Linked DNA regions of Mus musculus: all the other regions are linked to region 1. Evidence: chromatin contacts called from public ChIA-PET, Hi-C and HiChIP or PLAC-seq data. All regions are on one chromosome and are shown on one strand. Each heading gives the region's core, a stretch centred on a gene start, on an enhancer-like site or on the middle of the called end of the contact. The rest is flanking DNA. Distances are from core to core; before and after follow the strand shown. Region 1 holds the start of Ccdc174 (coiled-coil domain containing 174). Region 2 has its middle 45 kb from the start of Gm40387. Region 3 holds the start of 1810044D09Rik (RIKEN cDNA 1810044D09 gene). Region 4 has its middle 41 kb from the start of Lsm3.

Evidence for each region. Hi-C and Micro-C count contacts between places; a contact is called where the count stands out from the background. ChIA-PET counts read pairs in DNA pulled down with a chosen protein or histone mark. HiChIP or PLAC-seq counts read pairs in DNA pulled down with a chosen protein or histone mark.
Region 2: an RNA polymerase II ChIA-PET map of memory CD8 T cells shows a contact between it and region 1, with 5 read pairs. The contact joins the enhancer-like site here to the promoter of Ccdc174 in region 1. A contact is called at or near these places in 2 of 484 Hi-C or Micro-C datasets (nephron progenitors and regulatory T cells) and 5 of 115 datasets of contacts at active chromatin or transcription factors (bone marrow-derived macrophages, embryonic stem cells, large pre-B cells and 2 more).
Region 3: a contact with region 1 is called in a Hi-C map of muscle stem cells, with 4 times the contacts expected there. The contact joins the promoter of 1810044D09Rik here to the promoter of Ccdc174 in region 1. A contact is called at or near these places in 1 of 39 promoter capture datasets (pre-B cells), 5 of 484 Hi-C or Micro-C datasets (CD4 T cells, Th1 cells, muscle stem cells and 2 more), 4 of 115 datasets of contacts at active chromatin or transcription factors (bone marrow-derived macrophages, embryonic stem cells, extraembryonic endoderm stem cells and 1 more) and 3 of 9 other capture datasets (embryonic stem cells, liver and macrophages).
Region 4: a contact with region 1 is called in a FOXA1 HiChIP or PLAC-seq map of pancreatic cancer cells. The contact joins the enhancer-like site here to the promoter of Ccdc174 in region 1. A contact is called at or near these places in 4 of 39 promoter capture datasets (cranial neural crest, hippocampal neurons, neural stem cells and 1 more), 3 of 484 Hi-C or Micro-C datasets (cerebral cortex, liver and nephron progenitors), 12 of 115 datasets of contacts at active chromatin or transcription factors (the SCID.adh cell line, T-cell acute lymphoblastic leukemia, bone marrow-derived macrophages and 4 more) and 1 of 9 other capture datasets (pancreatic islet).

Annotation. Positions count from the first base shown.
Region 1 is chr6:91,872,973-91,879,962 of GRCm38.p6, reverse strand. Ccdc174 (coiled-coil domain containing 174) reads right to left here and starts at 1,910. Exons shown (of 11, transcript NM_172730.2): 1 at 1,777-1,910. The coding sequence starts at 1,818.
Region 2 is chr6:91,612,653-91,619,596 of GRCm38.p6, reverse strand. No RefSeq gene overlaps it. Among named protein-coding and RNA genes, the nearest start is that of Gm40387, 45 kb to the left of the region's middle. Within about 2 kb of position 2,471, at least 283 of the 459 cell types and tissues checked have an H3K27ac peak or open chromatin away from gene starts, as enhancers often do. A contact at or near this core is called in bone marrow-derived macrophages, memory CD8 T cells, nephron progenitors and 2 more, where this site is marked.
Region 3 is chr6:91,436,129-91,443,154 of GRCm38.p6, reverse strand. 1810044D09Rik (RIKEN cDNA 1810044D09 gene) reads right to left here and starts at 2,168. Exons shown (of 2, transcript NR_038153.1): 1 at 1,997-2,168; 2 at 1,400-1,713. 4930471M09Rik (RIKEN cDNA 4930471M09 gene) reads left to right here and starts at 2,301. Exons shown (of 3, transcript NR_045980.1): 1 at 2,301-2,794.
Region 4 is chr6:91,553,508-91,560,810 of GRCm38.p6, reverse strand. No RefSeq gene overlaps it. Among named protein-coding and RNA genes, the nearest start is that of Lsm3, 41 kb to the right of the region's middle. Within about 2 kb of position 1,255, at least 27 of the 459 cell types and tissues checked have an H3K27ac peak or open chromatin away from gene starts, as enhancers often do. A contact at or near this core is called in pancreatic cancer cells, where this site is marked.

The DNA of each region.
Region 1 (6,990 bases), core at 661-3,160:
AGAGGGGAGCTCGGGTGAAGAGAATGGGGCAGCGAGAACTCCGAGGCTGAAGTTAAAGGTCAGCAGTTAAAGAGCACAAGACTCAGGGTAGGTTCCTAGCACCCACATGGTGGCATACGACCATCCACATATTAAGTCCAGTTCCACACCAGGCATACATGTATTGCATATACAAAGGGAAAACAATTATACACAAAATTTAAAATCTTTAAAAAATGTTTTTAATGATTCCTTTTTGGTTTTTAGTGTGCATTTGTTGTTGTTGTTGTTGTTGTTGTGTGTGTGTGTGTGAGAGAGAGAGAGAGAGAGAGAGAGAGAGAGATCTCCTGGAACTGAACCTACAGTTTAGAGCCACCATGTGGGTGCTGGAAATAAACCATGGTCGTCTGAAAGAGCTGCCAGTGCTCTTAACCTATCTCTCCAGCCCCAAAAACCTTTTTTTGTTTGTTTGTTTGTTTGTTTGTTTTTAAATAACTGAGTTCAGTAATTTCTATTTGAAAGAAATCCACTTAAAGGTACTATTGGCAGGGATGTTAACAATGTAAAGGAGTTTCATTCCAGGACCCAATATTTAAAATTCTGAAGAAGAAGGAGGAGGAGGAGGAGGAGGAGGAGGAGGAAGAGGAGGATTTTAACTTTGTAAATGTATCAATTACCTAGCTATATATCTTTCTATTCTACAACTACATCTGAATCACAAAATGACCAATCAATTCCGGGACTTCGTTTGTGTTATAATTATTAAAAACATTATCCTCCAGACAAGTTAACTTTGGTTTGGTTTTTAAAGACAGGGTCTCACTGTGTAGCTCTGGCTATACTGGAACTATGTAGCTCAGGCTGGCCTCTGACTTACAGTGGCCTCTGTCCACTTGTCTCTGACACTTATGTGCTAAAGTTAAGCGCATGCGCATATACTTCCTGATTAATTCAGTTTGCAAGCACTGAATCCAAGCAAACATGATTACTAAGACCAATTTTTCTATATTAAAAAACAAATTCCAACAAAAAATTTGATACATTAGATGTTTTGAACAATCAGAAAAGGCACCATTTTGCAGTCAATCAAACTGAGCCTGGCTTCTCACACAACAAATCTGTGTGTACATTGAGGAAAACGGGATTCACCTTTGGGTGTCAACTTCATTATCCATTAAGAGTGACAATTAATACCACCTACACTCAAAAGCACTTCTGAGGACTCGATGGCAGCACACATATGAAGCACGGACACAAAATGTGTACAGTGTTTACAAGTTTTCTGCTGAGAGTGGTTAAGTTAGCAAAACTCCTTACATCCTGTCAGACCTTACTGGCCCGGGTACCCCATCCCACAAGGCACTAGCTAACTTGTCTGGATCCTGCTGGGGGGGACCCTGGGAGCCCTGGGAAGACAAATCATATCCCAGTGCTCGAGAAGGGCTTTGGACTAGTGGAGAACCCAGGAAGGGCTCGTCCTCCAAGTCCCTGCGGACAGAGAGCCGGCTGTGGCGGCGGCTGACCCGCAGGATGCGCCCTGAGATCCCTGGGAGGATGGCGTCCGAGACCCGCCTGGGTTCGAGGGGAACGGAGCCCAGGCGCCTGGCGGAGCCGAGTTCAGGATCCTGTGAGTAAGGAAGCTGAGGAGGGTCTCTGCGGGGAAAGGGTCGGTCAGGATCCTTGTCAGATGGGCAGTCCAGGCCCCTGACTTGCGTGGGACAACAACTAGGTCACCATTCTCGACTGAGACAGGCGGAGGGAACGCGGAGCACGGAGCTAAGCCACACTTGTACTCACCGAGGAGGCTGTAACGTCCAAAGGCTTTTTCTTTCGGTCCATCGTCCCGCCAAGGCGTCCAGTCCCAAGACGCAGCCTCCCTGTGGCCTCAGTCAGACCCTACGAGTCCGCCACCCCCACCCGGCAGCAGAACCGGAAGTGTCTTTGATAGGGACGCTGAGTTTGCGTCATTTTGCGACTTGGATTTACGACCTCGGCGCCATCTTGAAAGCGTCAGTATGAGGTCCCTAGTCGCTACGTCGTCATTTTGAGAAGGTCAGAGGGTTGGAATTGATCGCAATTGGCCATCTTGAAGAGAGCAGAAAGTGAGGTGAAAATGACTAGTATTGTCGCCGTCTAGAGAAGGAAGGAAGATAGCTTTCATTGCAACACACACTATATTGACTGGAGAGTCTTAGATGATGGAAAAGAATAGCAGCGTATGAAGAGAGCTAAGTAAACTCCTGTCTCCAACATGAAAACAAAAGGAATTTAATGAAACTGGTAGTGGTGGGAATTATTGTTTAAGAATGGGCTATGAGAAACACTCGTTTTATGTTGGTTTTTTTTTTTTGGTGTTTTGTGATTTGTTTTGTTGGTTTTGTTTGTTGTTTTGCTTTTTAGGCTTTTTTTTTTTTTTTTTTTGAGATGGGGTCTTACTGTACAGCCACCTGGCCTCAAACTCTCTATGTAGACTTGGCTAGCCTCAAATTTGCAACAGCCCTCCTGCCTCTGCCCCCTAAATGCTAGGATTACATGTGTGAGCCACTATGCCCAACAGAATATTTGAATTTTAACTATTCATTCATACATTCATTTGGGGGTCACTGGGTACTCCTGGCTGCCTGGAACTTGCTTTGTAGACCATGCTAGCCTTGTACTCAAAGATACCTGCTTACCTCTTCCTCCCTTATGCTGGGATTGAAGCTGTGTGCCACCACAACCAGCCCCCAGAATACTCTAATTTTGAAATTACTATTTGAATTGCTAAAGAATTAAAAGAATTTTGACCTGGGATTTAGGACAAAATTTCCAACAATTTCTGAAATGGCCCTAAACATGAATTTGCTGTATCTTTGCAAAGCAGTGTTCTCCACATTGATGATGATAAAGTCAAAACAATCAACTCTGAAAAGCACTGAAGATGCTCTGTGACCTACAGTATCAAATGTTTAGCCAATATTTAATTCCTTTTGTTGAAACAAGCACATTCATGTCATTAGGATACAAATTGTTTTTCATCTTTAATAAATGGTGAATATATATATATATATATATATATATATATATACATATACATATGTGTGTGTGTGTGTGTGCGCCAAATTGTTTTAAAGTAATTTTTAAAGTATCCATATATACCTCAAGTCATGAAAATAATACTGGGTAAAAAGAAGTTGTAAGTGAAATAATTTTAAGATATCCTCCCCCCCCCCCGCCCCCTGCAGTTGGGAGGCAGATGCAGGCGAATTTCTGAGTTCAAGGCCAGCCTGATCTACAGCATAAGTTCCAGGACAGCCAGGGCTACACAGAGAAACCCTGTCTCAAAAAATCAGAAAAAAAAAGAAAGAAAGAAAGAAAGAAAGAAAGAAAGAAAGAAAGGAAGGAAGAAAGATATCCTTCCCTAGAAGACTGTATGGCATTATTACAGTCTTACTTTGTCTGTAGAATGCCTGTGGGGAATCTGTAGTTATCTCCTGATTGGCTATGTTAGCTTACACCATAGAAGTTCTCACAGAGTGGCACCCCACTAATGAGAAACCTCCCAAGACAAAGGCATTACTAGAAAAGGATAGGATATAGCTCAGTATTGTAGCACATACTTAGCATGTGCCTGAACCTGGGTTCCATCCTTGGCACTGGGGAGAAATAGAAATAAGCCATTGAGTCTCCTTTGTTTCCCCAGCTGTTACACAGAATGTGATATTGGCCAGAATACTGTCCTGGCAGACCCACACATTCTCATACATCCTGTTTCTAAAAGATCTTTTTCCTTTGATGCCTTCCCAGCAGCTGAGTCTGTCTGGAATTGCTTTTGTCTATCCAGTCCCAACAGTGCAGCTGCAACCCAGTACCCTTTTCCAGGGTGCTGTCTGCTAAACCACATCTTGAATTGTACTGGGTTGGCCTGATGCTGCTTGTATTCTAAGGCTAATATTGGGCCCTCAAGTCTGGTTGTCCCAGAGATGGGAGAGTCAGCATATAGAAATTAAGTGATCCTGTCCCCAAGTTATTTCTCATTGTCAAATAAAGATACCAACAGCCATTAGTTGGGCAGAAGAGACATGGGTGGGGTTTAGGTTTTCCAGACTTGAGGCTGGAGAAGAAGATGAAGGGAAGAAGGTGGAGGAGGAGGAAAGAGAAGCTGCTATGGTTTAGAAGTCAAGAGAGTGTGGCCCTGAGGGCTGGCCAATTGGAGTTAAGGGCAGCCCAGAAACATAGTAAACAATAACTCAGGGTTATGGATAGTGAAGTAGATTCTAATATCATAGAGGGTCATATCTGCCCAGCTCTTGTGTTGTTTAAGGCTTATTGTAAATATAAAGGTTTTTTTTTAATCCAGAAACTAAATGATCTAAGGTGGAATGGGTAGAAACCCCAAGTTGGGATTAAATAAATTTCTACAACATGAATCAGAGTCTCTCTCTGGCTGGCTGAGCACACAAGAGATTTGACACCATGAGATGAAAATGACCCTGAACGAAACATGGTCCAGCTGCATACATAGCAGAGGATGGCTTTATCTAGTATCAATGGGAGAGAAGGCCCTTGGTCCTGTGAAGGCTCGATACCCCAATGTAGGAAAGGGTTGGGGTGATGAGCGAGGAGTGGGGGGGCACCCTCATAGAAGCAGGGGGAGGTGAATGGGATGGGGGGTCGTGGAGGGGAAACTGGGAAAGCATATAACATTTGAAATGTAAATAAATAAAATATCCAATTAAAAAAATCTACCAGAGCCGAGCAGTGGTGGCACATACCTTTAATCCCAGCACTTGGGAGGCAGAGGCAGGCAGATTTCTGAGTTCGAGGCCAACCTGGTCTACAGAGTGAGTTCCAGGACAACCAGGGCTATACAGAAAAACCCTGTCTTGGGGGTGGGGGGTGGGGGTGGGAATCTACCAGAAATTTAGAAATTACATTAAATGTTTTAAATCATAAAACAAGAAGAGAGGGCTGGTGAGATGGCTCAGCAGGTAAGAGCACCCGACTGCTCTTCCAAAGGTCCTTAGTTCAAATCCCAGCAACCACATGGTGGCTCACAACCATCTGTAACAAGATCTGATTCCCTCTTCTGGTGTGTCTGAAGACAGCTACAGTGTACTTACATATAATAAATAAATAAATCTTTAAAAAAAAAAAACAAGAAGAGAAACTGGCTTTGTATTCGTTGATGTTATTGATTGTTGTGACCAAATATCTGACAAGAGTAATTCAGGGGAAGAAGGCTTATCTTGGCTTATAGTTTGAAGGGATAGAGTCTATCGCAGAGGGGAGGGTATGGTGGTAGGTTGCTCTATCCCACAACTCCAAGCTCCATCCAAACTGGGACCCTTCACTTCCTTGACCAGCTGGAAGGGTTGAAGCTATTCTAGGGGCACTGTGCCCCTCACTTTGGCTGTCAGATGACTGAAGCAATGGATCCTCAGAAACTGTAATTTCCCCAGTGAAACTCATGCTGGAAGAAGAAAAGAGCTTGACTGGGGCTAGAGAGAGAGCTCGGTAGTTAAGAGCACTAAATGTGCTTCCAGAGGACCTGGGTTTGATTCCCAGAACCCATACAGCAGCTCCCAACTATCTGTAACCCTAATTCCAGAGAATCTGAAATGCTCTTCTGACCTCTGCAAGGCACCAGTCCTGCATGTGGTTATATAGACATAAATGCAGGAGAAATACCCATAGACATGAAATTTTTAAAAAACTAAATGAAAAAGCCTAAAGCTTGGGCTAGCTAAGCCAGAAGCCGTTCTCCTGGGAAAAGGTTTACAGGCCACCCTGCAAGAGCGTAGAACTGAGACAAGGATGGGAGGGCTATGCCTTGACCAGGACTACTTAGCAATGCATAACCCTGGCCCTCTACGTAATCCGTACCTTACCTCAACAGTCCAAAGCCACACCTGAGTCACTGGACCTCAGTCTTTCTCAGTGTAGCCACATTGAACAAAATCTCCCTTTTCTTCTTCTATTAATTTTACTCTTTTAGTTGGCTTTTCAAGGATGAGTGGTTGCACCTGGCTTGTTGGGGCACAGGGTGTGATCCTAAATCCAGTAACAACATGCTGGTGGAATTGAAAGTTAAAAGTGGAGGGGAAGTAGATCCCAGATTAAAATAAAAATGACACAAAGCCCTCCTCACGGTGATCCACTTCCTCCAGTGAGGCTACCTGCCCTAAAGTTGTCATGACTTTCTGAAACACACTATCAGCAAGGGACCAAGTGTTCAATCACAGGAGAGTATGTGGGACATTTTATATTCAAGCTACAACCAGACTGCATATGGAAACAGCTGTGTGCACATCCCTCAGAGCTGTAGGTGACAACAGTCTGTATGGTGACACTGCATACTTGACAGTGAGTCTCACGGCTGCTGGGCCCCAGGGGTGTGCTGTGGGTGGCAGGTGGATTCTCTTTTTCCTTTTCATTCCTGTGGGATATGTACTGTCTATGAAATCTTCTATTGGTTTTAAATTAAGTGGGGAGAGAGAGAAGACATCTAAAACAGCCATCAGTCCTCTCTTCCCCAGGAGCGTGGCTACAGCCAGGCTCCTATTCAATGACCTGCAGGGGTGTTCCAGCAAGGAGGCACCTAAGGACACACTGCAGGCCAGCCTCGCCCATTGCAATCAGGGCTGCTGAGGCTGCTGCTGTGAGATTCTAATTGGCTGTAAAGTCTCCAGGCTTAATTGAACCCAGGAAGCATTTTAGCATCTGAAAACTATGTTTTATACATATTCTGTTTCCCTGAAGGAAAATTGTGTCTCCCCTCACTTGTCCAGCATACAGAGTCCTCACCTTTGTTCCATCTCTGACACCCCTGACTCTAATACAAATTATTCAGCAGTGGATGAATCAGCTGAGTCCAATGTGTGCGAAGAGATTAGGTTAGACTGAAAAAAAAAAAAAAACCTGGGTTTTCAACAAGGACACAGGATGAGACAGAAGGCAAAAAGATAAGAGAGGGGCCCTGGATGGCAGTGCAGTTGACCTTCATGAGGGTCAGGCAAAACTGTCAGTGTC
Region 2 (6,944 bases), core at 1,222-3,721, 260 kb after region 1:
CTGGATTTAAAAAAAAAAAAAAAAAAAAACAAAACCTAGGACTTGAAGGCCAAGTTCTGAGACCATAAACGGGAAACTCGGGCCAAAGGTAAAAATGTCTCCATGTTAGAAAATGCAATGAGAAAATACCTCCATTAAGGTTGCTTGCAGAGCATCTGGAATCCTAATGATTGAGAGGCTGACACCAGGGTGATGGCGAGTTCCAGGCCAGCCTAGGCTATGCAGGGAGACCCTGCCTCAGAGAAAGAGAAAGTAACATTCCTTTGTAAGTCCCAGTAAATCTGATCACTGATGGCTTAGTAAGTGAACTCACACTTTTCTCATATGGTCAGAGGTGAAAACAACATAACCACAGGCATTGCCGCGCTCAATGATGTCACGGGGTGGGTCTTGTGATTTCTTCCTTCCTCACAAGGCTCTAAGACAGCTGCCTGGGCTCCAGCCATCGTATCTACATTCAAGGGAGGACGAAAGAGAGGAGGCCTAGACCAACTGTGTTTGTCTTTGTTTTTAATGTAATTTTTTTCCCAAGGTTTACTTATTTTATTTTGTGTGTGAGTGTTTTGCACACATGTGTGCCCCCCCCCCAATGTGTGCCTGGTGCCCTTGGAAGTCAGAAGTCAATGGGCCCCCTGGAACTGGAGTTATGGATGGTCATGGCTCACTGTGTAAACTCAGATCTTCTGCAAGAGCAACAAGCATTCTTGACCAATGAGCCGTCTCTCTCTCTCTCTCTCTCTCTCTCTCTCTCTCTGTCATGAGAACAAAACAGTATATTCACAGCAAGATTGTGTGAAGTCACATTGTAATGTGTTTGAACTGTTTCTGGAACAGGAGAAATGTACAATCAATAGAGTTTTGTTTGTTTGTTTGTTTTATTTCCAGATTGCAGTTTCTCCTCCCTCCTTTCCTCCCAGCCCCTCCCCTACTTATCCCCCATGCACCCCTCCTTGATTTCTCTTCAGAACAGACCCAGCATCCCTGGATAGCAACCATTCAGAGCATATCAGGCTGCAGTAAGCCTGGGCACCTCTTTTCCTATTAAGGCTGGGCTAGTTTTATTTTAAATGTTATACAAAGCATTTTGTGGGTGTGTATGAATGCGCACATGTATGCCATGTCAGTTCTCTCCTTCCACTGTGGACCTTGGGGCTTAAACTCAGGTTGTAAGGTTTAGTGGCAAGCCCTTTACCATCTAAGCCATGCACTGGGCCCCCATCCTTTTGTTTTTGTTCATTTTAAAAACATGTGCATTGAGGAAACAAAACCAGGGAAGCAAAACCCAAAATGATCTGGCCCCACAGGCAGCTCAGCTCCATGTTATCTTCTAGACGCCAGTCACTGTATATGGTTCCACGGAGCCATCCGACTGGGCTTGCCCACACAGTGACTGCTCACCAGCTCCAAATCTACATTGCAGGAGTGTTTGGATGGCCAAGAGCATACCAGGCCATTTCCATTAAGATAGTCATTTAATGTTATTGTCATCTCAGGAAATGTTGGGGGGGGGGGAAGATAAACAAAAACAGAAACAACATCAAAATCCCAGAATCCCTCAGGCCCAACACTGGCCCGCTTCTTCCATGTCTCAGGCCAGACATCCCAGGCCTCTGGAGCAGAACTGGGCAAGGGTAGGGTGATAGACAGCACCACAGACAGATGGTCTTTGTTTTCTCCCCACAGAGACAGGTGGCCCTCACCACTGCAACTGATAGTTCCCAGAAATGCCGCAGGGCCGCCCGAGATTGCCCAAGCCTAGCTAAGGGCCTCCTGACGCCCTCTCTAGTGTCACAAACACCCAATTCAAGCTCAAGAGCCCACGATGGTCACCCTGTCAGTAAAGTCGCCTCTGCCGGCCAGAAACGTGGGCAATGTCTTCATCTACACCTGGCTCTCATCATCCGGGACCTCTATCCCGGACACCTATCTCAGAAACATCCACTTGTGTCAGCCAGGCAGGCAGGTTGACTGCTATACTGAAACCCCAGATCTCAGGGCTTAACACAGACCCAATGAATGCTGGCAGCCACTGTTTCACACAGTCAGCCAGCAACCCTGGCTCCTCTCAGCTCAACCAGGAGGCCTCTCGGGCACTGAAATAAACTTGTGCATTGTAGGGCAGGCTTTTAATGGCCTGGTCAGGAAGTGCCTTTCATCACTTCTGTTCACATTCTATAGGTCAGACTAAATCGCATAGCCCTGCCCCACTGCAGAGGAGTCTGGGAAATGTAGTTCCACAGCCAGCAGGCACGGGAACTAGGTTCACACAAGGCTTTGTCTCTCACAATCGCAGACCCACATGCGGCTTGCTTTTGTTTTCCGGCTGATAGCCTGGTCCTGCCGAGGCTCTTCAGGGAGCAGCTGGAGAGACGATATCCAAGATCCAGATCTCATTGTAGCATCCCTCCTCGGCTTTAGTCCGATGACCCTTACCTCAAGGATTCCCTGGGGTCATCAGCTTGTCGGACAGTGCCCTTTCCAGCCAGACCAATCCTGTGTGTGCTGGCAGCTACTCACCTCCCGCTGGAGACATGCTCGCTTCCTGAGAAGTCTCCCTGCTTTTCAGCTTAGTCAGCACCCAATTTAAAGTAATCTGGCCCTGGGTGCCCTTTGAAAGAAGGATGTGACTGAGGCACAGGGTCGAATTTGGGGTTTTTTTAAAGAGACTCAAATTCAGGTTAGTGTCCCATTTCTTTGCTTGTTTTCATTTCGAAACAGGGTCTCCAGGCTGTCTTCAAGCTTGCAGGGGTTTTCCTGCCTTGCCTTCCTACGTACATTCTAGTAATGCCCAGAAACTGTCATTGTGAATCTCAATGCCAGGATGAAGCATGGGATACAGCTGGAACCAGTGAGGCAGCAGCAATGGGGACTCGGTGGCCTGAGTAACCGCCTGGCTGCTGCCCAGGCAGCCGGCTGTAGAAGAGCTTGCCCAGCGCTCCTGATCCTCAGCTTAGTGGTCCCGGATCTGAAGCAGGGGCATCACAGCCAGCAGCCTGTGTGGGGTGTGCAGTGGGAAGATCAGCTGGGCACAAATTCAGAGGCACCCATTGTTCACACTCCACGTCTGTCTGGAGCAATCTCTGAGAACTACAAAGCACCCCCTCTTTAGTGTACACTAAGCCCCTATGTGCATGACCCGGGGAAAACTGAGGTCCAGAGGCAGAAGTATATGGCCTGCAATGCCCTTCCCATGCTTCATGTCCTTGTTATAGAGCCTGGGCAGAACGGCTGCCATCTTCATCTGACCAGCGGCATCCGAGTGCAGAACTCCTTCATGATGGGTCTATGGACTGTCAGTGTTCCCTCAGAGAAGGGGTTTGTGGGTCATCAAACTTCACATTAGATTCCAGCTGCTCCCCCCACAGCCGTTGGTGTGTAGTGTTGCCACGACTGTGGCCTCTGGGTATCCAGAGGTGCTGGAGCAGAAAGGCTGTGGGCGGTTAGCTGAAGTAGACTCCATCTATAAAGAAGTCATCATCCATGCTGGGTGAGGTTTTTCAGTGTGACTATTTGGGGTCTCCCATATCCTTGTAAGTCACCCCTCACCCACATTCTATAAGAAAGTCCAATACATTCATTACTTTCCCCAGGAAGAACTTGGATTGTGCTTTGGTTAACTGTCTTATGAAGCTCTACAAGGAGGGGCCACACCTCATCACATCTCACTTGTGTTACAACGCTCCCTCATGTCCCTTCTTTGTCCTCTTCCAAGACCAGCACTGCCCATACTGGTGCTCAGCAGGGTGCCAGCCTTGAATATGCTCTGGCTGTGTGGCACTGGGCAAGCCTGTTCAGCTGCCCATATCCCCATTTTATGTTGTGTTGATGCACTCTCCCTTGAAGCAGGATACCTTTTACACAGCACCCAGCGCCTTGGTTAGTACATTCCAGCTTGTGTTGGGTAAATCAGCATATTGGGAAGTCTCAGGCAGCACCCTGGAAAGCCCATCAGATAGTGGTTAGTCTGGAGCTTCAAGCAGAGGCAGAGTGGGCACTGGGGAGTCACGCACGGATGATGGTACAGGAGCAGGGGAATGCCTGGCTGGAAGGGAGTGTCTCAGGGCTGGTTCTGGTTTTACCTTGTTTATCTGGATTAAGGCCTTGGCTCCATTTGAGACACAGGGAGGAGGCTGCCAACAGAAGGGGGCCCCCAGTTAAACCCTGAAACAATAGCTTCTCCCTGGCCTTTGTGGAGCAGGATTCCTGCTGTCTAAACCACCCTACTTCCTGCTCCCAACCTGCTAGGAGTTACAGGAGGCACCTTTATCCCCTGTTTTTTAGCTAGGGGAAAATGTTCATTTACCCCAGCCTTGGACCAGCACAGACTCATAGTCCTGGCAGGCTTACCGAGGGGAGCAAAGTCCAGGCCTCTCTGTTGCCTTAGGTATTCAAACCTGACACAGGCATTGTCAAATCCAAATGTTCAGATTCAAAGGTTTAAGGGTAATTCTGAAATTGACTTTCCTCCATGGCCGAGAGCCAACCTTAAAAGAGAAGTCTGTCTGTCCACACTCTTGGTGAGGACTTTTTCCTTGCTGAGCCAATCCTCTCCAGCTCCACCCATTGTCCTTATGCAATGGGTGAGGATAATGCTTGTTCCCCCAGGGGAAGCCAGATGACCAGTTCAGGGAAGTATAGGCCTCCTCACCTGAGTGCCCATATTTTCTCCCTTTGTTTTTCTTTTCTCCTGCAGAGAATGAAACCTAGAGCCCTGGCCCAGGCTAGGCAAGTGCCACACCCCTAGTGCCTGAAGTCAAGTTTTAAAGTGCTGCACACAGTAAACTTGATTTGCCAAAACATCCACCACCACCACTATCACCACCACCATCATCACCACCATCACCACCATCACTATCACCACCATCACCACCACCACCACCACCACCACCACCATCATCACCACCACCACCATCACCACCACCACCATCATCACCACCACCACCATCACCACCACCACCATCACCACCATCACCACCACCACCATCACCACCATCACCACCATCACCATCACCACCATCACCACCAATAACCAACACCACCACAACAGAACCCCCAAATTTTTGTGGAGGTAGGAAACAGATGTGGCATCTATGGGGGATTTTCTAGAATCAACAGAATGAGAACAACTATTTGGGTCAGAAGGATGACAAGCAGGTAAAGGTGCTTGCCCCACACAAGCTGGGGACCTGAATTCAATCCTCAGAATCCACATAGAGGAAGAAGAAAGAACTGTCTTCACCCGTGTACCCCCTCATCACAAAAGTTTAAGTTTGGTTGGTTGGTTGGTTGGTTTTGTTTTTAAAAATCAAATTTCTAGCCAGTCAATGGTGGCACCTGTTCTTAATCCCAGCATTTGGGAGGCAGAGTCAGGTGGATCTCTGTGAGTTCGAGGCCAGCCTGCTCTATAGAGCGAGTTGCAAGACAGCCAGTGGTACACAGAGAAACCCTGTCTTGAAAAAAAACAAAACCAAACAAAATCAAGTTTCTAAAACATGATCCGAAGTTGGTAATTTAGAAAGACTATTTTTTTCTTAATCTGTATGGCTTTAGAGTTGCAGGCTTCCAACATCTTAAAAGTTATTATTCTTTTAAGAGGATAATTGATCTTGGCTCCTAACATTTCTGGAGGCTGTTTGCAAAGGACCTGGTGTTTCTGTACCTGGGCTGTGACAACTGCAGTTAGCCTGCTGGCCAGGACAGCAGTTACCATGTACATTAGGTAGGTACAGCCCTCTATCCAATCCCTGGGCACCTCTCCATGCTGTGCTAGGGTCTTTGGGGTATGAGGTGACTCAGGGCAATCCTGAGGCAGGAGGATCACCACAAGTTGGAGGTCAGCTTGAGCTACTAAATCCTGTCTTAAAAAAAAAAAAAAGAAAAGAAAAGAAAGAAGAAATTACAAAAGTTAAAAATAAAATAAAATAAAATAAAAGGACCCCAGGGCCCATCTTTTTCAAGCCATAAAGCCCACTGTTTGTACCTAAAAACATCTTCCAGTGAGCTGTGCCCCAGAAACCTTCCTCAGGTTTGAGGGACATTCAGGGTGTCCCGTGAGTGGTGAAAAGATTAGGAACTACTTCAGTATTATTCAGACGGATCACCTAAGTAAGAGCTCATTCACAAGCCAGGTATGGGGCTGAGAATTGCTCAGAAGTTAAGAGCATGTGGATTCAAGTCTCAACACTCTATCTAGGCTCACAACCAACTATAATTCTAGTTCCAGGGAGCCCTTTGCCTTCACTGGGCACCAGGCATGTATGTGGTACATAGACATACATGCAGACAAAATACCCATAACAACATAGAAAGGTCTAGTGTTGTTCAACATCTTAACAGTGATGTGATGTTGTTTCTGTAAAGTAGAGGGAAGAGTAACTCACTATGGCTTATACACTCAGAAAAAGTTGCCCAAAGAACATAGAGAGCAGCAATGGGTAGTGAACAGGACTTGGACTACAGCAGAGAGAAGGAGTCTGATTTCACTAGAACCCTTCTCTATCTCTGGTAGTTTGGCTAACAGCACACAGGAATTAGTTTTCCATTTAAACAGTCAGTTGGGACTGGAGAAATGGCTCAGTGGTTAAGAGCACTGGCTGCTCTTCCAGAGGATCTAAGTTTGATTCCAAGCACCCACATGGCACTTCTCAACCATCTGTCACTCCAGTTTCAGACAATCTGATGCCCTCTTCTGGCATCTGCAAGCACTGCACTCACATAATGCACATGCATCTATGCAGGTCAAACACTCATACAAAGTAAAATTTTTAAAAAGTAAAAAAAGCAATCCAAACCATTACTTATCTGAGAAAATGCATAGTGTATGTCCACACAGGAGCTTAAGCAGGAATGTTCACGGCAGCATTGTTCGAAACAGTCCCCAACCAGGGAGCAAGTTCGCATACTTATCACCCAATGAAGGAGTCACAAAGCATGGTCCCCCCTAG
Region 3 (7,026 bases), core at 919-3,418, 440 kb after region 1:
GACCATCTGCTTCTCGCGTCTCTTGTTTTTGCTCCATTTTGGGTCCTTCCATCAACCTGGTCATACCAGGACCCCATGGCTAGAACCAACAGCTGCAGTATCTCACAGTGATCAAGAGATGGGTGTTTGAAGCTGATGCCCCACTGATGGTGGCTGGGTGAGGCTGGAAGGGGCTGAGGAATGGAGTGGAGCTGAGAATGGCTTCATGCAGGTGATGATCTCTGATGAGCAGAATCTATAGGGCCCATGTTTTACCTTCCAGGACCTGGTGCTGAGCAGGGAATGAATAAATGAACACAAACTGGGTGAATGAACTGTGAACACACATCTCCTCAGCAGAATGGAGGGGCCCCCACCCAGTCTGAGGCATAGAAACCGAGCCACACAGGGGAAATGTACAGACTCCTCCTAAGAGTCTCTGTAACTTTTATGCTCACACTTGCCTACACTTGTGTTGGGGGAGAAGTGAGGTGGTATGTGTGACTGTGGATTCGACTACAGGGCCTGGCTTATGGGAGGCAAAGCTCTACCACTGGGCTGTATCATTAGCTCTTGAGGGTTTGGGTTTTGTTTGTTTTGAGAAAGCGTCTCACTCTAGCCCAGGCTACATGAAAACTTGTGTCCTTTCTGTCTGTCGGTTCCCAGGGCCTCCTGATGGTCTGCATCACTGACCCCCAGGCTGTGAGGATTGAGAGATGCCCAGGAACTTTAGAAACACACATACCTGACTGTGTCCGATATAATGGTATTTTCCAGGGGTGTCCATTCACATCTCGACATCGTGATTGACAGTATGTACAGATGTGTTGGATAATACTCATAGCTCCTGTTATGCCTGTGGGCCCTGAGTTACAGGCTATATACAACTACTTAGGGTGATATTTCACATGGTGATTGTCAAATGGCAGAACTAGTAAAAGTAGGCCTACTTGTTAAAGTAAGTGACTTGTATGGGTATGTTTTGATCATGGTCCCTTCCTTCTCTCTGCTTTCTGTCCACCTTAAGACAAGTCACTCTGCTCACCAGCCACCACGATGGTTTGCCTCATCACAGGACCAGCCATAAGGGAGCTGGAGCCCTTGGACAGAAACCTGAAGCATGAGTCCAGGTGTGATTGTGGGGATTTTGGGAAGAGGGATAGTGGATGTACATCCAGAGGCAGTGAGGTCCCAGATGCCTCCTCTGTAGTGAGGGGGTCAAGCAGAAGAGCTCTCGAACCTGACAGATTTGTGAGCTGTCCTTGCTCAGCAGTCATGAGCACATCTCTGTGCCAAGAACTGAAGGGATAGCTGGAGCCCTCAGGCCACAGGGACTCAGGACACATGTGACTCCTGACAGTTGACCACTAACGTGGTCTGGCAGCCGCATCATTCCCCAGAAAATGAGTGTAGACAAACATCATCCAAACAGTAGTTTAATGTCCCAGGACCTTCCTGACCCTTTCAGCTGCTTCCTGAGATGAACAGGAATCACAGGGTAGAGGAGACACAGCACACTTCACGGGATACCAAAGACAGAGGAGAGAGGTGTGGATAGTCAACCCATGTGAACTCAAGTTGGTCTGGTGTCCCCTGGGTCTGCTCCCTCCCATGCAAGACAGGGAGCCTATGCGTGTGAAGGAGAAACAGCTGCGGCAGCGGGCGATCGCGGCGATCAGGGAGGCACATTCCCGCAGTGACTGACAGTTTTCTGTTTAGCACAGTCCCTGCGCACTGTAAGAAAGCGGAAGAGATGAGGGATCTGAGGATAGCCTCGGGATTAGTAACAAGCAGCAACCACTAGACCTGGCAGTGGATATGTGAACCCCATCACGTGCTACTGATAAGGAAACTAAACAACACCTGGAGTCAAGCCTCCCGCATCAGGAGGAAGACGAACTCGGGGGTGGGGGTGGGGTGCGGCGGGGAGGAGGCTATTTCTGAAGCCTATGAGAGCTGTTTCTGCCATGGCAGAAATATGCCTGCTCGCTTTCCCTTTCCATTTGATACTTAGTACCATGATGTTCCTTGGAAGTTATTTTTCACACATGTTCATCTATTGGGCAGTGTTCCTTTTCCAGATCTCAGGCAGAAGTCAGTGAAACATCTCAGCGTAAAGAGCCGCGGGAGCAGTCAGCACCGAAGGAGGAAGGGTCGGAAGACGGTTCTCAGGGACCAAGGCAAGGAAAGCGGCTCAAACTGATGACGCTACTGGCCAGCGCCTCAGGATGACGTCATGTAACCGCGCCGTCGCCGCTACTGCACTGGAGGCTCCGCCCAGCTTCTCCATTGCTAGCGCTTCAGTCTAGCAGGAAGGTCCCGTGCAGCTACCTTGGCATTCTAGCTGTCGGTTCATATTCGGGTGGAACTGGCCGTTTGAACACTCTTGAGAACTGTATTCTCATATCCGTAGCCCATCACTTGACTTCTAGGTATTCATTTTTTGAGTCTTTGTATATTCTAGACATTAACCCTGTCCTGTTCAGCTAGCAAGGTACTGCACGGTCCAAACTCGCCCTCCCGGGCGACCAGCTCATAATGACCTCCCGCCCTCAGTCTTATCGCTCATTTTTTTGTGGGGTGAGTGAGCAGGCCCCGTAGCACTAACTCCTGGAACCAGAGTATGTGGAACCACATGAGAGTGAGCTCGAAAACTGTAAAACAGTTGGTTTTACATCTATGATACATCTTTTAGTATGTTTAAGAGCTAATCCCATCCATTTGTAATTTTGATTGTAAACTTTGGATAAGATTTTTTCCAGAAGAAACACTGACATTTGCTTTGTGATTGAGTGAGTGTTCGCTGAGAGAACAGGTATTCAGCACGAACTCCTTTTTTTTTTTTAATCAAACATTTAATATCCTTTAAAATTCTTCAAGATATATCAACAGCCTATTTTATGTATAAAGATAAAGGAGGAAAGCAATGTATGTAATTAATGTGAAATTAAGACAACTTTCCTGAATATATATATACTATCTCAAATCAATAATAAAGATGAGTACTGCTTTTTTGCCTGTTAAGGAAAGTCATCTTATTGAAAAAACAAACAGCTGAAACGAAGTTTTCTCATGACACAAATGGACTAATTATACAGGTCTCAAAAATGTTTTAAAAAGTACCCTAAGAAGAAAATTTTCTCATTGGACTACACAGAAGCCATCATCTGTGGTGGGGGTGTATATGGAGGGATGTGTGGCAGCTGTTAGGGCTGGCAGCCTCTCCTGAAAACATCTAGAGATTTAATCTGACTCCTTTCATAACTTGCCCAGGACTGTGCCACGCCTGAAGGAATATAAACTCCTGTACAGCACTTGTTAAGTCATGGACTCAGTGTGGGTGTCCATCATTGGATGAATGGCAAAACAGCACAAACACACAGACCTAACTCCCCAGGGCACACACCCAACCATTCTCTCAGTCTGATTCTAGTATCCTGTCCCTCATATCTATTCTCTAAGACTGATCCCTAGTTTAAGTCAATTGAGGTCTGTTTTATGGTAGTGGTGCCTCTCCTATCTGGTGAGACTCCTGGTACCTCCCGTGAGTTTGCAGTAGACTCAAAGGTCCTCTCCCTATGCATGACAGGAGCCCCCCACCCCATCCATCCTCACATGCAGATTTGGTTTATAGGTGTTATTGGTTGTGTTTCCCATGATTTCCAAATTGTGAATTGTGCAGCTTCCAAACTGCAAGTCAGATCTAAATGTGAACTTAAAAGAAGTCAAAAATAAATTTGGAAAAAGGGGCTGGGTGTGGAGGTCAGTGGTGTAGTGTTTGTCTAGTGCATAGCGAAGCCCTGGATTCTATTCCTGAAAATAAAAGGGACAAAGAAGGAACTGGGGAGGAAGAAATGGAACCAAGTCACCAACCTTGTGGTCTGCAGCAAAAACAAGGTCCACATGTAGATTTGTAACACTAGCTGTGTACCCCGGAAAGAAGAAAGATCTGGTGCCAGTAATTTAAACTTCCTCCTGAGAATATTAGAAATCAAACAGTAAAGTAATAGAAAGAAACCGAGGAAAATCATTTAAAAACTGGAAACAGAATTTCAACAGCGAAAAAATGGGAATCAATTTTAGGTTCCTAAAAGGACAACACATCAAAATGCTGCGAGAGGGATTACCACTGTTGATAACATGACTTTCTAGGAATATGCTTAGAATGCTTCCAAGACTGCTAATAATGGGCCAGCACTGGCTGACCCTTACAGTATTTTATATGTAAACAATAAAAATGCATGTATTCCTTCAAAAATAGCATTTGTTCCAATGTATTGTCTTTTTGTATAGACTAGGACATTTCCTTAAAATACTGAGTGTACAAACTCTAATATTTAAACTGGAAAAAAGTGCGTTCTTTTAGAAAGTTTTGGGAGAAAATTGTCTTAGCTGTTTATTTCTATATTGTTAAGAATTTTCTACTTAATGATTAGATGGCAAATGCAAATAAATAATTAGTACCTATTAAACAGTCATAAGTCAAGTAATATCAGAGGATTCTGTTGGGCAATGTGGAACATAAGATATACATATATATCTTAGTCATAATGTTTTAACAAAAAGTGGCAGTGGGGCAGTATTATTCTCTGGAAGACTTTCAATGAAACTGTATTGATTTTTCTTTTAGAATAGTTAAAGAAAGCATTTGTAAATTAACTGCATTGTATTTTTGCTCTCTTTGTAAACTTTTAATTAAAAGTTAATTGTTAAAGGCTTAGATGAAGCTGATCAATTCCTTCAGGCACTAAAACTACCAGAGGAGAAATAGAGAGTATAATGGAATTATATCACTGGGAAAATTGAATGAATGAATAATGTGAAAAAAAAAACAACCAAAACAACCTATCACCAAATGGCTTCTCTAATGAATTTTACCAAACATTTAAAGAAGCAGCACTGTCAGTGTGTTACCAACTTTTTCAGAAGATAAAGGCAGAGAGAAGCCCTGCTCATTTTGAGAAGGAATCACCCTGACAGTGAAACCAGAGAAGACTCCAAACCTTGAGCAAGTGTGAGTCACTCCAGGTGTTTAAACCAGCTGGAAGGTGAAAATCGACTAATAGAGTCCATCTCAGAAGCTCAAGGAAGAGACATAGAATTGTTATCAACTGATGCCGAAACAGCATTTGGTAAAATCCAGGACCAATTTGTGAGAAAACAAGCAATAGAGGAACACTACCCCAGCCTGCCAAAGAACACTTAGGAAACTCCGGAGAGCCAATGCCACGGTAAACAAGTAGAAGCCCAGGGCCTTCGCTGAAGGAAGGTCATGGATGTGGTGAGTTGTCCCTCCTTACAGGCCAAGCTCCTCCTACTCAGCGCCAAGCTGGAATCTTGTCTAGTGCAATAACTAATTTTCTTTCATTTTCCCTTCCTTCCTTCCTTCCTTCCTTCCTTCCTTCCTTCCTTCCTTCCTTCCTTCTTTCCTTCCTTCCTTCCTTTCCTCCCTCCCTCCCTCCCTCCCTTTCGACCTCTCTCCCTCCCTCCCTCCCTCCCTCCCTCCCTCCCTCCCTCCCTCCCTCCCTCCCTTCCTTCCATTAGTTTTTCTAAACATGCCACAACACAATTGTGGAAATCAATTGTGTAAGACAAGTTGTAAGAATCCAATCTTTCCTTCTAGTCTCTCTCTTGGGATCAAGCCCAGGTCATCACGCTTTACCTGCTGGGCCATCTCATTGGCCCTATAACATTAAATGGGAGAAATACTGAAAAGAAATGAAAGGAATGTTGGTGGGAAAGGAAGAGATAAAACTGCCCATTTGCAAGTACCTTTTTCAGAAGGAGAGCTCCAGATGGTTAATAACCCTTCTCCCACTTATAGCCAATCGAAAAACAAGACTGTCATATCGAGGCCGACAGAGAAGAGCCAACTGCTTCTCCACTTCAGTAGAACACTGAGATTGGAGACACAAACTGAAAAGCATCTTTATCAGCACAAAGACACATTTTGGTCCCGCTCAGAGAAACATGTGCACAGCATCAGACTGAAGACATAGGCAACACTGATGGGAAGACATGGAAAGAAGTTCAAGTTCCTCTGACATCACTTCTCTGACTTGGTCATTCCAAAGTCCACCCAGAATGCAAAAGAACCCCTGCAGTCAGGCTCAGTGCCGGGGAAGAGTCCAGGCTAAATCTTCCTGGGTTCCACCCTCACTGCAGTCTACAGTAACTACCAACACCGTGTTTTGAAGAGAGAACAAGCAAGCAGAACAGAACAGAGAGCTCAGAAAGTGACCTGTACCCAGCCAGGGCTGGTCTTTGCTAAAAGAGCAGAAACAACCAAAGGAGAAGGGAGTTTTTCAGATTTCAGAACTGGAAGAATCAACATTCTTACCTAAAAAAAAAAAAATGAATGTAGATGCGCTGACCTGCAAACTTTCACAAAAACTAATGATAAATTTAACATTCGAAGGCCTGAATGTCAAAAACTACAAGATTTCTAAAATGATGACATGAGGGAAAATCTAGGTGGCCTTGGCTTCACAAGGGGATTGTATATTCAACCACAAAATCACAATCTCAACAGAAAAAAAAAAAACCCCTACATTACACTGCATTAAAATGTAAAAGTTCCTGAGTGATACTTTGAATCACAGCAGACAGGGAGAGACCATTTGCAAACAATGTGTACGATAATGTATTTGTATCCAAATACAAAGAACCCTTAACACTCAACAAGAAGAAAACAAGAGAAATAGCAGATGAAAAATCTGGATACACCCCTAGCCAAAGAAGTTACCAGAAGGCGCATGGCACACGGAAAACTCTGAGTATGGATGACCACAGTGACACACAGCATTTCTGGGTGCTCTGGGTCACCTGGGATGTTGTTCTGAAGCTATTGTTAATACTGTTTGAAAGGACCAAGAGTTCTACATGGACACGGACACACACACTGAAGGTCAGAAATGCTAGATCCCAACATGGCCTCCTCCAGCCCTAACATTTGATGCATATTGTCAGCACAGCTCTTTGTTTTGGTTAACTTTCTCCATGCTTTACATGTTTAATGTTCTTGTTTGTGGAAGAAGCTGGAACCCC
Region 4 (7,303 bases), core at 6-2,505, 320 kb after region 1:
TCTCTTGAGGGACCTGGGGGTGAATTTTGGTGGTCAACTGCTTGCCTGGCACACACAAGGCCTCGGACTTAATCCCTAGCACTATGAGAACATCAAAAGAAAAAAATCCATGATGGTGGGCACTGTTGTTCTCATTTTGGTTTCCCCCTTAGTTAGGATAATGTCTGATGTACTGTTCACATTCTCTTTCCAAATATCTCTCAAGTAACTGAGCAGACAGAGGCCAAAGTCACGCAAAGTGGAACTAGACCCAGGTGCCTGCTCCTTCCCCATAGTGGGACAACCTCATTATGGAGTCTGATAAAAAAATAAATGAATGATTGGTGGCACGCATCTTTCCTGAGGTGCCACCACCCAACCTACTATGAGTTCCTTGTGATCACCTAGCACAGTGGAAAGAACCCTGGGCAGCAGCCAAGGGCCCAGGTATGCTGTCTTTGGTTGATGTATAATCCTGGCCAAGTCAGCCAAGGGAGGCCCTGCTTTCTTCATCTGAAATGCTTGGCGGTGAATCCCCAGCCATGTCCCTAGCCTGTATCAGGGTAAGATTCACTAGAAACTTGGGACATGTTTCTCTGCTAAACTCATTGGCTCCACTGGCTGTGCCATGGTCTGGGCTCTGTGTCCGGAGAACCCTGAACCTTCCATATGTATTTTCCACACCTATCCTTGCAAGGGCACATAGGTGTCTAAGCTTTGTCTGAGAGTCTTTTGGCCTGACAACCTAGCTCAGGATAAGAAGAGATTGAGAACATTGTCAAACTACAGCCATTCAAAGAAATAAAGCAAACCCAGGATGGCTTGTAGAGCACTGGTGGGTTGTAAGATGGATTGGCTACTTTGGAAAGCATGGCAGTTTCTTAAGAGATTAAATGTCCCCCTCATGTGGTCTGACTTTTCTGCTTCTTTAGTGTTTATCAAGAGAAAAAAGTCTAACGGTGAGTGGTGGTACATGCCCGCCACCATCCCAGTACATCAGATGTTGGAGGCAGAAATTGGAGGTTCAATATTATTCTTAGCTAGGTGACAAATACAAGGCCAGCCTGGGCTACATAAGACCCTGTCACAGGGAGAAAAAAAAAAGAGCTGACATAAAGACTTCAACACATTAGGTTTATAGTGACTTTATCTTCAAAAGCACAGAACCCCAAAGAACTCAAGTGTCTCTCAGCTGGTGAAAGCAAGACAGATGGCGGCGTGCACAGTGCAGATGCCACGGATCACGTCAGCAAGAGAAATGAATGAGCTCAATGCACACAGCATGAGTAAACCCCACAGTGGTTAGACACTTGCCTAATATGACATTTTGGTCAATGACTAACCATGTATATGACAATGGTTCCATTCAAATCCTGTATGCTGTGTGGAAAATGCCAGAAGAAGAAACTGCATACTATTTGATTCTATTTACATGAAATGCTAAACCATGCAAACTAATGAAGGATGGTGCTTGGGGGAGCTGGGGATGGAGTGGGTAGGGACAGACCACAATAGAGCATGAGGAGTTTGCTAGGGGTGATGGGCACATCTGTCAACATGAGTGGCAGGATCTTAATAAAACATGTCTCCAAGGGGAGATGCTTGGGCTGGTGACCGAGCCCAAGTGAATCTGTAGGGAAATGCAGGCTCAGCACTGTTTAAAACACCTCAGCACAGAGAAGAAGAGAAGCTTCCAGATTCCTTACATGAAGCCAGCATAACTCGGGCACCAAAAAGCCTGGCAGGACTGTTGCATTTGTGAGCAAGAGGCTTTGTGTGCACCACACTCAGGGTTGTTACTAAGTCCGCAGCCTGTAGCTGACCTGCAGCTGTCTCCCCCTCATACATTACAATGGATGTTCCTGAAGAGCTCTGTGGCTGTGATTAAAGAGAGACTGACATCACTGAGTTCAAGGCCAGCCTGGGCTTCATAGCAAGACCCTGCCTTAAAAATTTAATAAATAACAAAGGTTCATTGGTAGAGCAGTTGCCTAACCTACTTGACACACTGGGTTAGATTCCTAAGCCCACTGGGGGAGGGGGATGCAGGGAGTGAGCCAGAGAGATGGCCCAGCAGTTAAAATATTTGGCTCAGCAGTTAAAATATTTGCTATGTATGCAAGAGGACCCATGTAAATACCAGACGGCCCTCCACAAATTCTAACACTGGAGATGGGCTCCCTGGAGCAAGCTGCTAGTGAGACTAGCCATATCAGCAAGCTCTAGTTTAATTGAAAGGTTCTACCTCAAAGAGTAAGGTAAAGAGTGGTTGAGGAAGATGTACAACATCAACTTTGGACCTCCACATGCATGTGCATATACATGCTCCCACACACATGTGAACACACACACTACATACCACATATACATATGAGATGAAGAAAAAGGGAGGGAAAGGTAGTTCCTTTCTTTTTAAAAATTACTGTATTATTGTTTAAGACAGGCTCTTACTGTGTAACCCTGACTGGCCTGAAATTCTCTATGTAGCCCAGGCTCAGATTAAAGGTATGCACCACCATGCCACTCCTGCCCGTCCCCCTTTTAAATTTACATATTCTTTCTATTATACAAGGGACCTTTTGTGTATTGTAGAATGACCATCTTGTCTAAGTAAATATTCCTATTGCTTTTCATGATCTATATCTAAACCTCTCTCGTTCTACAAAATAAAAGAATTAAGGGAGATGTCCTCCCACCCCCAAATCTATCTACTGTAAGAAATTTCAGACCACTCAGGTTAAATGAAGCAGCTATAAAAAACAGTTTTGGATCCTGGCTAGTTTCTTAGGAATTTAGTTACAATTTGGCTTTCAAAATTCTGCACTCACATCCTCAGACGTACCTTTCCATTTTTGTAGCCCTATAAGAAACCAGTGAGAGATGAGAACTGCTCGTAACTGTAAAGAACAAACAGGCTGGAGAGCCCCGGCACACCTGGGTTAACACAGATGAAGCAGGGTGAGGGGGTGTGTGCCTGGTGTTCCAACATTGCAAGGTGGAGGCAGACAGATCAGTTTAAGGGTGTTCTTGACTATATAGTAACTTTGAGCCAGCCTAGGCTACATGAGACTCTGTTTTAAAAAAAAAAAAGGCAAGAGAGGCTACACAGACACCCACAGACACATTTTAAGTTGTCTTGGGTGCCACACAGGCTCTGAATCTGGATGGAAGACTGTAGGGCATAGGAGGGAATTGACAGTCTAGTTGGTAGCAAACACTTAGAACAGACATAAATGGAGAGGTTCACAAGATGGCATCCTGCTCAACATCCTAACATCAGGACATGCTGAAGGCAAAAATGAGTACCCGTGTGTAACCAGCAATGCCCTAGGAGCAGGGGTCAAAATGTCTACAAGGAAGCCGGGTGGTGGTGGTGGTGCACGCCTTTAATCCCAGCACTCAGGAAGCAAAGGAAGGTAGATCTCTGAGTTCAAAGCCAGCCTGGTCTATAGAGTGAGTTCCAGGACAGCCAGGGCTACACAGAGAAACTCTGTCTCAAAAAACAAAAAACAAAAGTGAAAAAAAAAAAAGTCTGCAAGGACAAGGTACATCTCAGAAGGGCCAGCATACCTCAATACATCTCAGTGTACAGGAGCTGCCTACTCTAGTAACAAGGGAACCCTTCCAGTGACCACAATCCCCACCAGGATCTCCTGCCTCTGACCTAACTCTGACCTTAGTGAGCATTGCATGTCTGGTACCCTGGCTAAGCACATTTGAGAGCATGATCAGTTAGCCTCCATCATTTTCAGGGAGCATCTGCTTACTATATAGTAAGTTTGAGCCAGCCTAGGCTACATGAGACTCACTCTGTCCTTTCCCCATCAGTGGGTGTGAATGTGGTGACTTACTGTATACTGGACAATCAGAACTGCAGCGCACCTTATGCCACCTCAACCCACTGTCTGAAAGTAAATTCTGCCTCCAGACACAGTAGCACCACTTAGAGCTAGAATTGTTGGATTGTTAGATTCATTTGTTGTGAGTTGTTTCCCTTTTCTATATGTGAACAGTAAGCTATAGGCATAAATTTTTCTGAACCTACTTTAATAGAGATTCAACTTTCCTACCCATCAGAGGTAGTGGAAGACCAAAGTTATTAGAAGTAGACCTGTTTAGAAACAGGGGTGAGTCCAATTTTGGTTGTCAGGACATCAGCAGTTCAGTCCAGTAGCAAACACCAATACGAATCAACAGCTACAGTCAAGTTCTTCCAGCTGTCACCACGCATGAACCAGCGAGGGCAGTTCAATCCAGAAGAAGCCACAAGGCTTACCAACTAACTGGGGTCCACAGAAGCAGCAAGAAGCTGCAGGAACCTCATAAGAAGTTCTTTGGGGAGTTTATCTCTAAGGAGTCACCACAAGTGGAGCTCAGCAATGCAACACAATGTAAGGCAAACCAATACATGTGTTGTTAGCGGAGAATAACTAGGTGGAACAAAACAAACAAATGTCTCTGTCTGTCGGTGGGGTCATATTTATATCACACATCCTTTCACGTGTCTGCTACAACAAAACATCCTTTCACCTATGTCTACTTCAAATAAAACATTCTTTTACATGTCTTCTTTAATAAAATATCCTTGCACCTATGTCTACTTCAAAAAAACATCATTTAACATAACTAACTTTCCAAAAAAAGAACCAAAAGTTTCTACTTCAATAAGCCATGCATTCAATACCTGACTCTCTGCCCCTCTGTGACATGTAAGTCATGTTTAAGACACCAGTCATTCTGTCTGCCTCCAACAAGTGTGTAGATTCATGGGGAAAATGAATTAAACCAAACGATGAGGAAGAATAAAATACAAGCCGGGCGTGGTGGCGCACGCCTTTAGTCCCAGCACTTGGGAGGCAGAGGCAGGCGGATTTCTGAGTTCGAGGCCAGCCTGGTCTACAAAGTGAGTTCCAGGACAACCAGGGCTATACAGAGAAACCCTGTCTTGAAAAACCAAAAACCAAAAATAAATAAATAAATAAGAATAAAATACAGACAATACCATAGACCCAAGAACATTATCTCTTTTTGCCACAAAAAAAAAAAAAAAAGAAAGAAAAAAAGAAAAAGAAAACAGAAAAAAAGTCCTTTTTTTAGGCTGGAGAGATGGTTCAATGGTTAAGAACACTTGCTGCTCTTATAGAAGACCCAGGTTTGGTTTCTAGCACACCAGGCTGCTCACAGCTGCCTATAACTCCAGTTCTGAGGGATCCAACACCCTCTTCTGGCTTCTGCTGGCATGACATGCATGTGATGCATATTCAGACAAACACACACACACACACACACACACACACACACACACGTAAATAAAAATGAAAACATACAATACTAATATTAAAATTGGGTTCTCTGGAGCTGAGAAAATAGCCTAGTAAAGCACTTTTAAAGACCTGAGTTCCCACCACCACATCCAGTCCCATCTACAATAGCTAGGCACAGTGACGTACATTTGTAGTACTAGCCCTGGAAAGGTGGGCACTGGAAAATCCCTCAGGCTCACTGGCCGTCCAGCCAGCATAGCTTACTTAGCCTGTTCCAGGCCAATGAGAGGCCCTATCTAGAAGAAAAGTGGAGTTCATCTGAAGAGTGATACCCAAGGGTTGACCTCTGTTTCATTTGCAGGAACACACAAATACATACATGCACCTCACACACATGTGGCCACACACAGGAACATGTGAATACACATTGACACACAGAGAGCAGGTGAAGTAGGAAGAAGCTTGCTCTGAAGCATGGAGAGTGCTGGTGGGTGAGCCTCTATTGTCTCCTCTGGGAGGTCTAACTAAATGTGGTCTGGGCAGTGTGCACAGCTGGCAGCTGGGACGTACATTCGCTTCTCCTGTGTTCTTGCTTTAAGATATTTGGTGTTGTCTTTGGTTCTGGGTAGGGGAAAGCCTTTATTTCAGCAGATGGGCATTCTGGAAATCCAGTAGCAGCTGTGTTAAAGGAAACTTGCTGAGTATTAGCAAGCATGCAGAGTCTCTCATGGGCCCCACCTTCATCTTCCTGTCACTTGTCAGTGTCTGAAGCTTCTAGGAAAACACTGTCAGTGATAGGTTAGGTGTGACAGAGTAACAGTGGCTGTGATAAAATACGCGGACACAGCCAACTTAAGTGAAGGTTTATTCCAGCTTACCATCCACCATGGCAGGGGAGTCAAGGTTGTCTGGAGCTTGAAGCAGCTGATCATGTTGTATCTATAGCAGGAAGCAGAGAGCCATGGATGTAGCAAGCAGTCCAGCTCGCTTTCTTCATTCCCACAGTCCAGGATCCCAGCCAAGGAATGGTGTTACCCTCAGTGGATGGGTCTTTCCAGCACACTTAGCACAATCAAAATGATCCACCATAGGCAAGCTCAGAGGCCCACCACCCAAGTGATTCTAGATTCTGTCAAGCTGACAGTTACCAGCAACTATCAGCTAAAGCCACCCCCCAGAAATACTTGTGCATCATTTCTTTGACTTGGTTGGTCTATCTCAGAGTATCAATGGCCCACATAAACTGCTCTGGGCTGGTACACACTGCCTGTCTCGGCTCCTGCTTTTCCAGGCTGCCCCATGGCTTTGCAATATTATAGGGCTTTAATTGATGGTGACCATAAGACCGGCAGGGATGGAAAGAAAGCAAGTAACTGATAGCTAGTAATTGTCTATTGTAGCATTCTGCTTTTTAACTAATAAGCCATTTTTGAAAACATTCAGATGTCTTTCTGTGCTTCTCTGGGAAGGCTGTTTTCCATGATGGACACAACCGTAAGATTTGCAGTTTCTAGACAGCCCCATCCTGTTGCCACCATCCAAGAAAGAAGATTTGTGACCTGAGGTTGGTTTGCTTATAACTCTTTGGCTCATAGAAGACCCTGTACAGCAATGCAAATGTCTCTTAATTGTCACCACTGAGGGCTGTAGAGTCGTTCAGGGCTGCTCTTGCAGAGGACCCAAGTCCAGTTCTCAGCATCCTTATCAGGTAGCTCATGACTGCCTGTAACTTCAGCTCCAGGAGCTCCTATTCCCTTCTTCTGGCCTCACCAGACACCTGTTCTCACCTGCACCTATCCACACAGAGACATAGAATTAAAAACAATAGTGATAAAACAGATCTTTAAGAAATACCATCATCAAACATACATCATTTTTCTCAAGAGCCTGTCTGATGATTTACAATCACGCTGTGTGGGTGGTCGCCAGTCATCCCTGTCAGTGCTTGCTCGTATAATAAACCCAGGAGTGAGATCACCATGAAGTTGTGAACAGCAGACACACACTGCTCAAGGTGGATTCCTTCCCATGCAAAGCTTTCCTGCCAGAATTTCCATCCC